Regions from separate parts of the Gasterosteus aculeatus genome. Here region 1 is linked to region 2. Evidence: chromatin contacts called from public Hi-C data. All regions are on one chromosome and are shown on one strand. The core of a region is the stretch at or near the end of the contact, and the rest is flanking DNA. Distances in the headings are between cores, read along the strand shown.

Region 1 (7,328 bases), core at 2,497-4,996, 97 kb after region 2:
TGGGAGGAGAAAATAGTCCCGAGCATTAGGGTGTAACGGTAAATTAAGGGGGGGGACGCAGGGGCTCATGTGTGTATAGCATTAAAAGCGTTGCGTCTTGTGTTTGGATTTTTTGAATGAAAGTGTCTTTTGTGTCGTCCCCCCCGTCGCCTCACCACCGGTGTGTTGCGTGTAGAGCAGCCTGCCCTCGTCCCCGGCGCTCACTCCCTCGCCAGGCCAGCCGCCCAGCTTCAAGGGCCTCCCGTCGGCCATCTCGTCCATCCCTGCCATGGGAGGCCCGGCGCACCCCCACCACCACCCGCCGCTCCCTACAGCCTTCTGCCACAGTGGACAAGGTCAGAGACACCTCGCGAAGCAACGGAAAAAAACGATATTAGAAAATTGTATACAGATAACGACCTCAATCAGTTTTAGTCACTTGTGCTTTCTCAACATTTGTCAGTTTACCCAAATGCATTATGGGTTACAGTAGTTGTTTAAGTTGATGTGCCAGAGCTAGCTAGCAATATGAGCAGCGGCTCGGATGAAAGAACACAAACTTAAACTGCAGCCCTACATTTTTTATCTCTGTGCTATAAATATCCATAAAACAACAAAAGTGTGCTTTTGTATTTGTACAGATCATGTTATCTGACTTCACAAATACTATTACTTGATAGCATGCGATTAATCTGAGGTTTTTGTGCACCTTTTCCAATGAATGTCATGTCTTGGATTTCATTTTTTCCATCTGGAAACACACATTTTTTTAAGGTTAATGTTCTCAAGGCTTTTGCTGTGTCCCTGGAATCAGCCACTAGCTTAGCTAGCTAATGCTTGATTGGCAGAAGTTAGCTAACATTACCTGCCTAGAAATAGTGTTGCAAGGTCACCAACCACAGACTAACTAATAATTTACTTTGTATACATTTTCTGTGTCTCACAGTAGATGTTCATCTTCTTGCAACTTTTTTGTTTGTGACGTCTAGGTGAAACACACTACTCCCTCCTGGGCCAACCTCTGCAGTACAAACCCTCCATCAGACCCCCCCTGATCCACACCGCCCACGTCGTTGCCAAACACCAGGTCGGGCGAACCAGACGCACCAGCCCTCTGGCAGGAGCAAAAAAAGGTTGTTCCCTCCGCAGATAACCTCACCGCTCTCCTCTCCTCCCCTCAGGGTCCGCTGGGGGTTTGGCGTAGCAGTAACGGGAGGAAGGCCGGCAGAAAACCTCTGTCTTCAGATCTCAGTGTAGGTGAAGCAGGTAAAAGGAAGTCCGGAGGGAGGCTTGAGTTTAGTGAACCTCGGGCTAATTTTTTTCCTCACCAAGCACCAAGGGGATTTCTATATTGCTAAAAGAATCCGGAAAGCGGTTTTACAAAAAAAAAGTCCAGGAGTTGATGCGTCTGGATTTGGATGTCAGAAAAAATAAAACATTCAGTAATGTGACAAACTCAGCTGCTGCGTTGACTATTTAACAGACTAAACTGAAATAACGTCAGTTAAATTTTTCTGATATTTAGTTTTTTGTTGCATTTTGCGTTTTTTTTTTTTGCTGCGGTCTCACAGCGGCGGAGGAAAGCGTCTTGTTTGTGAATGTAAGCAGAATAAATTCACGGACGTGGCAGAAAACACACCTGGCTGTGGAACCTGCAGCCCCGAGAGTATTTGTGTCAAGAGTATAAATGTGCTGATTATTTCAAATATCGCGTCAGAATCTTTGCACCCGCTGAGGTATTCAATTTCTTTTCTTTTTTTTCATTACGCAGGCGCTTTTGTCAACAATCCCCACTTGCGCAATCAACAAAGTAGTGAAAGCCGTACAAAGTTCAACACTACCGGGCTGCCTCTATAATGTCTGGAAAATGAGAAAAGCGCCGTTCTCTTTAAGCTGACAATTGTGCATTTTAGAAAAAGTAACAAATCGGTATAAACACCAAATTGGCGGAATATTCCCCAGACTTTCCGCTGAAGCTTTGCAGCTGGCAGCAGCGGTTTATTGAAGCCTCCCGATGGTGCCGGTCTGTCTTTTCACCTGTGACAGTTGTTTTATTTACTGGCTCCGCTGCTCACAGTGCCGTCTCTCCGTCTGTGTGTGTCCGCCCGCAGTGAGCGGTCACATCCTGGAAGTGACGGACCCCCCGGAGGGGATCGGCTGCACGGACTCCCACCACCTCCTGGCGCAGCTGTGCCGAGGCGGCGGATTGATCCAGCGGCTGTCGGACCATCAGCCCCGGCTGCGCGGCGCGGCCGGAGACTCTCCCGGCGGACGCCTGGCCTTGTCATACTCCATCTTCGCCATGCTGCCCCCCAGACACGCCGCTCCGAGCGCCACGCTCCACCACAGCGCCCCCCGGGACGCTTTGACACTCCAAACCGGCGGCGGGCAAGGCGGGGAGCCGCGCGGCTCGGACAAGGCCGGCGCGTAGCTGCTAAACATCCCGGGAGCGCCACACGAACGCATATCCAACCACCTGCCTCCGCTGCCTCAGTCTGGACTGCCTCGGTTCAAGTCCCAGACTCTGTCCAAATAAAAAAACAAAAAACTATCAAATGTTTGAAAAATGAACGTTAACGTTGATTATATTTTTAGTTCATTTTATCATTTTTTTTCTTTCTTTTTTTTTTTTTTGATGAATGTGTCCGCTCATGCTGAGCTGGTCGCTCTTCTATCCTAAAAAAAAAGAGATCTAGCTTGCTGTTAAAAAGCGGAAGTGTTCAGAGAGCGAGATTTCACTGTGTCTCTTTCGACCGTGGGTGTGTGAGCGTGACGGCCCCGTATCGAGCTAAACACACGCATCATCGACTCTCTTCTGGTTCCAGGACGTTTTTGTGCCCACTTAAGATGACGTGAAATTGGGGCCCCGAATCGAACTGAGCATTCACATAAGAGTGGTTTGTTTAATTTTTTTATTTAACATTCATCCATAATTCCACCATCCATGTCCAAGCCGCTGACTCGTGACGCTGAGCGGCATTTATCTCCCGACTTCCAACAATAACACGCGGCGGCACCTGTACAATGTTGAGCCCATACAATAATAAACACTGAATAATAGATGTACTACCTGAATTATTTAATGTCACTTTTATACACAGTGAATGTCGGATTTGCACTGAAGTGATGAACGAGGCGGAGATTGGAATTGTTTTCGGACAGGGCCTGGATTTTCTTTTATACCCCCCCCCCCCCTCCCCCTCCCCCCATCTCCCTGTACCAGTTTGTTGCACTCGGCCAGGACACTTTCTTTTATATTTAATTAAAATGTTTATATGCACAAGAAAAATGCAATCGACTTTGTCAGTCCTTGGCTCCTTTTTCTTTTTTCAGAAGGGGGGAGGGGGGTTATTAGTATGAATCATGAGGTGTTTGGTGACTGGTGTTTGTTTCGTTTTTCTTCTGTTTTTGGACTAATAAATGTTTGCACCACACATGTTGAAAACCCTTTTTCAAACTCGGGGTGTATTGAAACGTTCCTTTAGCGACGCGATGAGGCAACTCTAAGGAAAATGTTGCTCTAGGTTTCCATCTCCGCCTTTAGGGCATTGCAGAGATATGTGTTGTGTTTAGCAGTCTAATTCCCTTCTCAGTGAGATAAGCCTATTTGAAGGAGAACATCATCTCATCGGGTGAAACTGCAGCGGAACAGCGACACCCAGCGGACAAAGCGCGTTACTGCAGCACGCGACTCACCCCGGGGTGAACGTGAAGCCAAACACGTGTCTATCCTGGTCACCTTGCGCGCGTCCTTCCGTGGAGACCACGGAGGTGTCCGGTGACCCCGGCGTGCCCCCACAACGGGAGGGCTGAGCAGAAGGCGGAGGGGCCGAAGTGCCCCACCCACGTGGGTGGAGGTGCTTTTGTCACGTTCGACTAAGCAGAAGGTAAAATAGAACGGTTGAGCACAGGACGGCTGATAAGTTAACAATAAAAGGTTATTTTGTTATTTTCTGTCTGTCGTTGACACGCAGAACTGAATTTGAAAAGTGCTACTTTTTAAGTCGACGTCCTCGACATCATTACTCGTTTGTTTGACTGAGCTGCTCAAACCGAGGCGGCCTGCATCGGTGAAAGGACATTCAGATGCCATCAAACAAGACTGCGGTCGTCGTCTGTTTTACGCTCTAATTGGTCCCCATGGGAACTGCAATCGGTTCCCATGGTAACCGCCTCGTGGCGAGAGCCGGTGCACGAGACCAAACGTCTATTTCCACGAAGCGCCGTCCGGTATTTAGAGTCTGTGCGACAACAGAGAGGCTTTTACGAGGCCGTTGCTGTCACGTTGATGGGTGGAGAGCCTTAGCTTGATGGGGAGAGGGTGGTGCTGAAGGAGCAGCAGCAGATGATGATGGACGGGTACGAGTTTCCCCGGCGACCAGTTACCTCCTCACTGTGCTCCCTTCCGGCGGAGACGTGAGTGTCGCCTCGGTTTTAAAGTCTCTGCTGCTCATCCGTCATTTAGACGCAGAATGCAGGTCGAAGGGTGGCGCATGAATTAATGGGCGCAGTGTTACCAGCGGCCACTAGGAGGTGCGGTTTTGCCGCTTTTAATTTAATATTACATTTAATATTTGCTAATGAAGACCAATATAGTAATATATATATATAATACTTACGTAATTAACGTTACACGTGTGCGTGAATTACTCAAACAACTTATCAGTTTGATATATCCAACTATTGTGTCTCTCTGGTGAAGCTTTCCTTCTGTTTGTGGTTAGTTTAATGGTTGTTAAACAACTGGTGTTAATCTACACTTAATTAAACTCCCCACGTCTTAATCACAAAAGATATTTAAGAAAACAATGAGGGATCGGAACTTGTTTCACATCATCAAATCTTCCCACTCGCTCTCGTGTCTCCAGGTTATTGGCAATACATCCTTTTATTTCAAGTCTGCTTATGTTTTTAATCCGTCATTCCATAGAGAGTTTACTTTTAAAAGTTTCGGTGTGTCATTGATATCTTGCTCTGTCCCATGGACAGCAGGGGGCGCTGTGACACTTCCTCCTGCAGGCCGAGCTGCCTCACGGTTCTGCTCGGTGAAGCTATTGTGGAGGCCGTGTTTGGCAAGCAGGGTGCAGATTGGCAGACAAATGATGTCAGCTGGGCGTCCCATTATACGCCCTATCCCTTACGCACACGCGCACACACACACCTCCAAAGGAAATTCTGATCTGTACATGTGATGTGTGAAGATGCTCAGTTAAATCTTTTCTTTTTTTCCCCCTTTTCTCTCCCTGCAATTATTCAAATGAGCCCGCTCCACCAGCCTCGAAAACTGATTCATTATGTAAAAATGAGCCACACAACCATAATGAACACACACAAACAGACAATCACTCAGCTCCCAGACACACACACACACACACTCTCTCTCTGGGTTGTTACCATAGGAACATAGTGGAAGAGGTTGCCGAGCTGCAACGCTGGGAGTCGTTGGGTGGGGGATGGAGGGTTGGGGGATTGGGAGTGGGGCTTCTCAGACACAATGGAAACATCCAGGAGGACATAAGCAAAGGAAGGGGACGCTGCATCTTCACACCTGGACCTCTCTGCGTCCCCTTTGATGGCACATCCTATACGATTGCCCATCATTTGGGTGGGGGCCCAAGTCGCTGTGGTTAAATGGAGGGGGTGGGGTCAACAAGCAGAAAGCGTGAATTTGTTTTCCCAGCCCTCTCTTGCCAGCCTCCCCTTTTACATCTCGGCTCCTCATTATGCGTCACGTATAATTAGGTGATTGCATTTTTGAATAATGAATCGTATGACTTCCATGATGGAGGTCAAAAACAGCGGCATGCCAGAGAATAAAGCCATGCATGTCCCCCCTCCCTGCTGTGGATCAAAGCTGTGATGGGAGCAATAGCGCAAATTACTGTCAGGCACAGGTCGCTGCTGACTGCTTTTATCAGGAAGTAAAGCGAGTGAACACAGAGTGACCAAAAAGAGACTATTGAGAGACAAAATAAGCTCAAGATTAGAAACAAACACACAATAGAAAATAACCAAAAATGGACACGTAACACGCGCACAAAGCCAACGACAACTCCGGACACGATCGCAGAAGGAGCTCTGGTGAAGGACGAGCGCACACCATTCTGTCCACGATCAGTGAATCACCACCAGACCACCGATCCTCTGAGTGTGCGTTCTCGTGCCGTCGCGTTCAGGAACTTGCGGCTCGGAGGGTCAGAGGTCGCGCGTCACGTCTCCTCCCCACGTCTCCACAAATTGCATCTTAATGGTTCTCTTTTCAGATCGTCACCCTGGGGTGAGGCGGCTCGTACTATCGACTGTAACCCCCCCCCCCCCCCTGCCAAATGTAGTACGGGTATGAGGGAGTCGTGATGGACGAGCCTTGCAGGAGAATTTGGGGGCAACCGACCAAACCGTGTGTGTGTGTGTGTGTGTGTGTGTATCTATATATATGTATATACGCGTATATACACACATTTGCACTTGGATATTGCGAGACAACTCTAGAGGGAGGGGGTTCATTAACCAAACAAAAAGGCTCATTTGTCAAGGGGGGGTCCCCTGGAGGCCGAGTCGGGTCCACCCGAGCACTGCTGCGATTTTAAATGATGCCCGTCCCCTTTTCAAAACCCCAAATGACAAACAAGTGATTTCCCAAGAATCCCTGTTTAATTCATGAGTCGGGTTGGCCGCGTCCGGTAAAAAGAGACGTGACAGATGGCCAGTGAGGCAACAGGATGTGCCAGCATGAGTGCACATGCAGGTGTGTGTGTGTGTGTGTGTGTGATGAGTGAATTTGTATGCTGTCGGTGGCTGAAAACGGTAGCGTGGGGAGAATGGATGCCACCGGCTTCAAGTGAAACTCTTATATGCACGGACAACCCGCGCCTGACGTCCCCGAAAGGAGGCCGGCTGTCCACCAACGCTCTCCAACGCCCGAACGCTGTGGAATATACGAAGCGGTCTGATTTAGGGCGTACACTTGAGGCACAGCGTCTCCTTGTCTCCCAACCAAGAGGCCGACCGCGCTACGTGCTGCCTAACCCCCGGGCGAAAGGGAGGAGCAAGCACACGCGGATTTGATTACCTCGACCGGAGTCTTTAAAAAGTCTCCCGGGGATGTCAGCAGAAAAATCCTCAAAGCGCCCGCCCGTCCTTCGTAAAGCGCTGATCAAAGGCATTCTTCACATAACGCGCCCTGTGCGTCGTTAGCCCGCGCGTTAAAAAAAAACAAAAAAAAACCCACCCACATCTGCACAACATTATTGGCTTTTATGGGAGCTCCATAAGTGGAGACAGCCCGGAACCGGGGGAGAGACAAGTGACATCCCCACGCGCTCACATTCTTCTTTGTGTCCTTTTGCTCC
Region 2 (6,946 bases), core at 472-2,971:
CGCCCCGTCAGTCGTCCACACACCGACTGTCTAAGTGTAAAATAAAAAAGTGTAAAAAGATATGCATAGAGCCGTGTGCTACTAGCTCGCAACAAGAAGACGGCAGCTGGAATAATGATTCTTTTAGCTGAAATGATTTTAATGTGCATGTTTGAAGTCGAACAGAAGTGAAGGTGGAGCTAGTGTGACCGTTTACAGTCTTTTTTTTTTTTTTTTGGTATGTTAAGACATTTTGTTCCACTGAAAATCTCAGGTCTTAAACTTTTTTGATAAAAGAACGAATCTTCCTCTGTTTGGGTTTTATTACCTGTATCCATGGAGATGCATCACCTCGACAGAACTGACGTTGGTCTTAGGAAACACGGTCTGCTTACCTTTAAAAGAGGGTGTCACTAGTTGAAAAAACATAACAAATGTGAGGCCGACCTCATTTGCTGTCTGTTTGCTGTGGGCTTCCGAAGTGCAGACACTTTACATCTGCTGTGAAAGTGCATTTAAGATACATCGGCTAAAAGCCTTGTGATGATACCTCGTCAATCGCTATACAGTATGATACATGTTATTAACTATCAGAAAATGCAGATCTCTGAAATAAGAATGTGTATATAGGACCGCAGGTGAGATTCCAACCTGTTGGTCCAGACCTTCCTCCGTTCAGTGTATCTTGAGATCTAAAGCAGACTATGTATTGATGAACGTGACACAATGTGTATTAGGAGCCCAAATAAAGGTTATCAGTGATTTTCTGCTCGTAAATGTCTTGACGTAGAACCAGAACTATTTATTTCACCTTTACCAGTTGTTTGGTTGGGACATTCTGTAGCGTGAACAAAACAAGCAAAGGACCCATTTACTTCTACCGATAAATTATTCATTCCTTGACATGTTTGCAAATTGTTGAACATTACATGCAAAGTAGCCATATGGGTATTTTATTGATTGAATAATTGAGACGTACACATGTCTATCATAAAATGTCACATACTGGGATCAACGAGTAAAAGACAACTTTTCCTTCTGTGCAAAGACCGTCCCGTGACATATTTGGGATTGCTTTGACTCCAGTTTCACTCCCGATTTGCAAAAACGCTGCTGTCGGTGCAAAATAAAACTCATCTTGGCCTCTGAAAGCATGCACAGCGTGCGTAAATGAAAAGAACTGCCAAATCATGCAGATGGTTTAATCCCAGCCGCATAACATTGGACTTATTCCCCATTGAACATAAGCCCCTCTCTGCCGGTGAAGATATAAAAAGTAGGGAAACGTTGCTGTCGGCCCCGCTTACACACAGCAGATTGATCGATTATGTTTCGGGATGACACTTATTAGTGATGCCGAATCGGTAATGGGAGTAATGCGGTTGAACCACTAGATGAGCAGGATATTTATATTAGTGTGAACCTTTTGTGTCTTTTAGCAGCAAAACTACCACGAGGGAATGATTTTTTTATTTTGTTTTTGCCGGTGAAGGCGTATTTGGTGAAACCTTCCATTGTTTGGGGGGGGGGGTGTCCAGCTCTGGTCCTCTGTCGACGACTCGTCCCGTGGGCGGAACATAAATCAGTTTCCTGATAATTAAGCAGCACTCTCAGAGCAGACGCAACGCTTTGCGCCGAGTATTACCGTCTAATTTTAGCGTGGGAGACAATGGGGAAATTCAGCGGGGCGACGCGTCGGTGAAGACTCAACCATCTGGACCTCGTGGCGCACCGGTGGGAGGGCGAGGATTTATTTTCGGCAACCTCACGGGCTGAAAAAGAGACGCCTACTGCTCGATGAATCCGCAGTGAGGCTTTTCTTTCCCGGGCTTTTATCTGTCAGCAACAAATCCGAGAATTAAGAGCCATCTGAAGCCGAGAAGCACCGTCCAAGCTGTTAATTGCAATAACCATTCCGATCGGTTCCAGCAGCTAAAGCGGCAAATTAAAAGTTAGATGGACGATTAAGTTACTTTTAAAAGATGAATCAAAGAGCGTCGTTCGGATATTATTATATTAGGTGTAAAAAAACGGCGTCATTTCAAAGGATTTAATTTGAGAATGAAAAAGGAGCTATTTGTCAGTGCGCAGCAATAAATCCCCTTTTCATACACGCGCTGTTCCACCAGCTCGCGGCCACTAGGTGGCGGTGTTACCCTTCACCCGAGGGGGCAGGCCAGCAGCCACACCAACATCCACTATTTGTGCTTTTGGGAGAAATCTTTATTTTTTTTTTTTAATGAAGTGCAAACAAGACGCAATTTTGAATAACCTTGAGAGAGAGAGAGAAAAAAAAGGTTTCCATGCCACAAATCCAAGGTGATCCTCAATCACAATAATCTCACGCGTGCTCGTCTGCTCTCGCGGGACCTGATCTCTTCTAATTAACAGATTCAGTTAACTGGCGGGCAGATTGGCTCGCGGGCAACTTTGATGCTTCCCGCACTTGTGCCCATATGGGTCTTAATGCAAATGATGCCCAGGAAATTGTGCAGGAAAGTGGCCTAATTATAAGCCATTGAAAGTCCATTGTCATTTCTTTCTGAGAGGTCCCACTTGAAAAATCAGAAGCGGATAGAAACCCCTCTAAGTACCTGAGATGGAGCCGGAGGGGGGAAAAGGACCGGCCCGAGCTGTCATTTTGCCATGGTAACGCAATTATGTCCAACGATTGGCAGCAGCATAAATTAACCCCAGTCTTGTGGTTTACTTCGTTCCCCACCAGTGCTCAGGTATCCGTTTCACACGGAGAAATAAAAAAAAAAAAGGAGCTGCGGTGCTCTCTTTAGCCAGCTGTTCTCTGTGAAAATAGAGACATTATTTCACAGTTTCGCCCCTGTAATTATTCCCTTTACTACCTCGGTTTATTTTCTCCGCCCCGATGCAAATGCATCCTCTCGCGGCCCGAACACCAGAGACTCGTGTTTGTGGTGCGAACCGCACAGCACCAGCTGTCCTTTAAAAAGAAGAAGAAAAAACTGTTGATGTGAAATGTCTTCCTCCCTACTCGTCCCCGATCATCAATAATTCACAGGCTTCGACATTTGAACTAATTATGGTGCACCAATGGCCTATTTGAGAAGGGTCTTGTCAGATGAAAGCTGCTCGGCCCTTCCCGTCAGGCGGTGCAGACGGCGAGAATGAAGCGACAGCTGAAGCCATTAAAATGAATGGAAAGCACCACTAACAGTCGTACACCTCTTTGACACGCGCGCGCACACAGACACCTCGCTGACAGAAAACACACACAAAAAGAAAAAATTAATATGAATTGCTGCCTCACACAGACATGCATAAAGATGACGTGCCACTGTAGGTCACGCGCACAAACACGTACACGCCACCTGCGTGGGTTGTTTGGCCTCCTCATCCAGACCTCTCTGGTTTTAATTAGCCTGCTGCTGAAGTGTTTTCCTTTGTACATCCTCTGAAGGGCGATGATAAAGGCTACAGCTGAGATGGAGGCTCTCCGCTGGTTTGTTTCATTAGGGTGCGCATAATGGCCCTGCAATCACAACACCGAGGAAATACCTGCCCTGACAATTATTTCCCCCCCATGGGCTTATACTGTGCCGTGGCACCGGCCGTCGGCACGCCTCAACTGGAAGGATCTATAGGACCAATAATAATGGAAATCATCGAGTTTTTTTTTAATTTTGTGCCAAATATCAAAGCGGTAAAGTGACACGAACATAAAGCTGGAGGAAGGAAACATTTAGCTTAGCACAAATAATTGAAACGGCTAGCCTGTTTGTGGCAAAGGTGGACAAAATTCAAAAATCCTAAATCTACACTTCCAATCGTTGTGCTAAGCTAAGCTAAATACCTGCTAGCTTCACAAATAGCACGGACCGTGGCATCGACCTCATCAGCCTCATCTACAGCGGTAACGGAAGGATCGATTTAATACACAAGACTATGGTATGTTCTTCCTTCTTAATCTCATTTCTTTGACCTTCCTGACCTTAATTACCCCAAAAACAAATGGCCAGTTTGCCTACAGTGATTTTACAGATCTTTACCTTCCAGGTTAAAAAGGACTTGCTACCGCCGCGGCCGCTGTGTGCTCTGGGACGTCCTGTGCTCATTGACCGGGCAGGAACGGCTGTTCGGATCGTCAGGTTTCCGTGGGAGATACAGCCGGGTGTCATCGGCGTAGCAGCGAAAGAACAAACCTTATGGATTATGCAGCATGAGTGGGCGTGCGAGGAGGAGGATGAGGATGAGTTGGTTATATAGAAAGCTGAATTGGAAAGGTAGGAGTCGGAGGCTTTCCAAAGCAGGATTTGGGGTCAAAAAGAGCATAGAAATCTTTTTTTTTTCCTGCCCGTGTTCGCAGTGGGGGTGCTGCAAAGGGTTTATTGATATTTTAAGGTGAAGCTTTAGGTTACAGTTTTTCAGATGCGATAATGGTATCTCCCTTGCATAACTACGGCAGTCTTGTGTAACACATCACACAATAAAAGCACCAAGTAGTACACATTTTTATTACTGCCGTGCCAGATGAAAGGCAGTCAAAAGGGTTTGTATTTGTTTTCTTCTTCTTTACCAAATGCAATGTCAGGAATTACAGCACTGACATCGAGATAATGACGCCAAAAGATTGTTTTTGCCCGCCAGAACATCTGTAATCTTCCATCGACATGTGCAATTGCAGAGGTTTGTGTGCGTGAGAGAGGCAGTAACTCAGGCTTTTGTGTGTGCATCGGTGGGCGTAACAAAGCTAATCCTCGGTGTGTGCGCGTAAGAGAGAGACACACATCCGTTGCTGCTGGGTAATTCCTCCGGCGAGCGTTCGTGTCCCCGTCGTTTCTCCTCCCTTCAATCGGCTCCTCATTAATTTGACAAAGAATCAAATCACACATTCCACGTTACAGCACATCTGAGGGTGTGAGCGGCGTATGAAGCGCACGTCAAACCCGTGTTAGAAGATATCCTATTGTTTGTCTCTTTTTGTCTCATTCCTCCGATTTACTGGTCGTATCCCCAATCAAAATGTCATCGCAAATTTTGCAAATGAATTACGGAGCCACGATGCACGTGGATGAACGTTCTACGGTTAAATGGATCAAATGCATTCTAAGTAGGGGTGTAACGATTCATCCACTGAATCGATTAATCGATTAATATTCCTGCTATCCAACTGAATCAATCTGTGCTCCGCAAATCTGCATTCCGGACGACGTATATCAATTACAAATCGATTGAAATGGTACATAATCGATTTGTATCGATACTTGGAAACTGCACATTGGATTTAAGCACAAAAACGGCATGGATGTGTGTTTGTTTGTTTTTTAGTACTTTAGACACGTTAAACGTTACTCGATTGAGTCTGCCTGTCTGTGACGTCATCAGTACGCAGCGGCAGCCGCGCGGAACTCTGAACAACAACAAAACACAGCGTGGAGGAGACGTCTGCGAGCGAGACATTTACAAACCAACTTATCGATCCAGCGCGTGGAAACATTTAGGCTTTTGCAAACACGGAGGTGTTCTAAATAAGTCGGTCGCTGTTTGTAGAATATGTAGAAGACAAGTAAAAAAAACACGGAAACACGACGAATCTTTCCGGCCATCTACTAAGGCGCCGTGGGATTAAACAACGGCGACAGTCAGGACCTCTAGTAGCGTCACCGCTGCAGCAGCAGCGGGTAACTCCAGCTCTGCAGACACCTCAGGCCTCGCCAGCACCAAACTCAACATCACAGTAACAATTGCCAAGTTCATCTGTAAAGACATGCGACCCTACAATGTGGTTGAAAATCCGGGGTTCTGTAAATTGATCCAAACATTGTGTAATTATTGTGTAATGTTTACATTGAAAATGGTTGCACAATAAAAGGTTCATACATTTGCCATTAATTGTTGTTTGCTTGTTTATAATATCCATAATTAATTTAAACCTAATTTCCTTACAAGAAACAACAGGGATCTCAGAAACTTTGCCTGCACTGTCCAGTAAAGTTACTGAATCGATTTCAAGTCACTGAATCGAATCGTTCTAAATGAACCCAGATCGTCCATGAATCGAATCGGCAACCATGAATCGCGATTCGAATCGAATCGTTGTTAAATTGAATCGTTACACCCCTAATATAAACACATTTTAGAATGAATGAATTAAGGAGCCACGATGCACGTGGATGAACGTTCTACGGTTAAATGGATCAAATGCATTCTAAGTGTCGACAGAAAGGAATGTGCGAACCAGACAAACTAACTGAAAATAACAAGAAGTGAGAAGTGATCGAACAGATTAGACGATTCGCACTTCCTACAAAGACCTGAGTATGGAAACTATGGCGCGTGCAAACTCTCGTCCCATGTCTTCGCTTTACTGAAAAGTGCTTGTTTTCACTCTGATTGTTGGAATGTTGGATGTATGGAAAGGACCCAGGAGAGAAATCCATTAAAGATTCTGTACATTCCGCCTGATCGCGTCCGTTTGTCACTGTGTCACGGCAGCCGTCCCCAGAGGATGAGCGGTAGAAACGTGATGGAGAGTTGGAGAGGGGGATTGCTCGTGCTGGAGCACAGAGAGCGTAGCTTAGGGTTCGGTCAAAAGAGTTTCAACGTCATGGCTGAGATTCCGACGGTGCCGTCCGTCTATTAGCAACTGTAAATGCTCCCAAATTTATAAGAACCAAAAATAAACACACTGCAATGTATGAGACTGGATCAGGACACCACGTGTTCAAAACTACCTAAAAGAAGAGGGGGAAAAAAGCCGAGTTATATAAACAGTGGCGCGGCGAGGTCTCTCTTCTCCAGGTACATGTGAACACCTCGGCCCTTTCATCACGCCTGGCAAACCCGCGCGCTGCCGCATCATTAAGTAAGATTGATATCATCACACGGAATGATTCCGTGTGGGCTGATGGCGGACGCTGCTAAAGCAAACTTTCCCCAACCCCATATTTTTTTATCTTCTCTCTCTCGCTCTCTTTTGCACCAGCCCACTCAG

Evidence for each region. Hi-C and Micro-C count contacts between places; a contact is called where the count stands out from the background.
Region 1: a Hi-C map of skeletal muscle shows a contact between it and region 2, with 4 times the contacts expected there. The contact joins two enhancer-like sites. A contact is called at or near these places in 2 of 6 Hi-C or Micro-C datasets (both in skeletal muscle).

What each region holds. Positions count from the first base shown.
Region 1 is chr1:26,126,230-26,133,557 of fGasAcu3.hap1.1, forward strand. r3hdm1 (R3H domain containing 1) reads left to right here. Exons shown (of 25, transcript XR_013467132.1): 22 at 181-335; 23 at 969-1,066; 24 at 1,161-1,232; 25 at 2,091-3,416. Among protein-coding and RNA genes, the nearest start is that of rnd3a, 9.4 kb to the right of the region's middle. Within about 2 kb of position 3,747, at least 3 of the 9 cell types and tissues checked have open chromatin away from gene starts, as enhancers often do.
Region 2 is chr1:26,031,085-26,038,030 of fGasAcu3.hap1.1, forward strand. It overlaps LOC120820243, which reads left to right. Exons shown (of 9, transcript XM_040177781.2): 9 at 1-741. Among protein-coding and RNA genes, the nearest start is that of LOC120820243, 9.0 kb to the left of the region's middle. Within about 2 kb of position 1,722, at least 4 of the 9 cell types and tissues checked have open chromatin away from gene starts, as enhancers often do.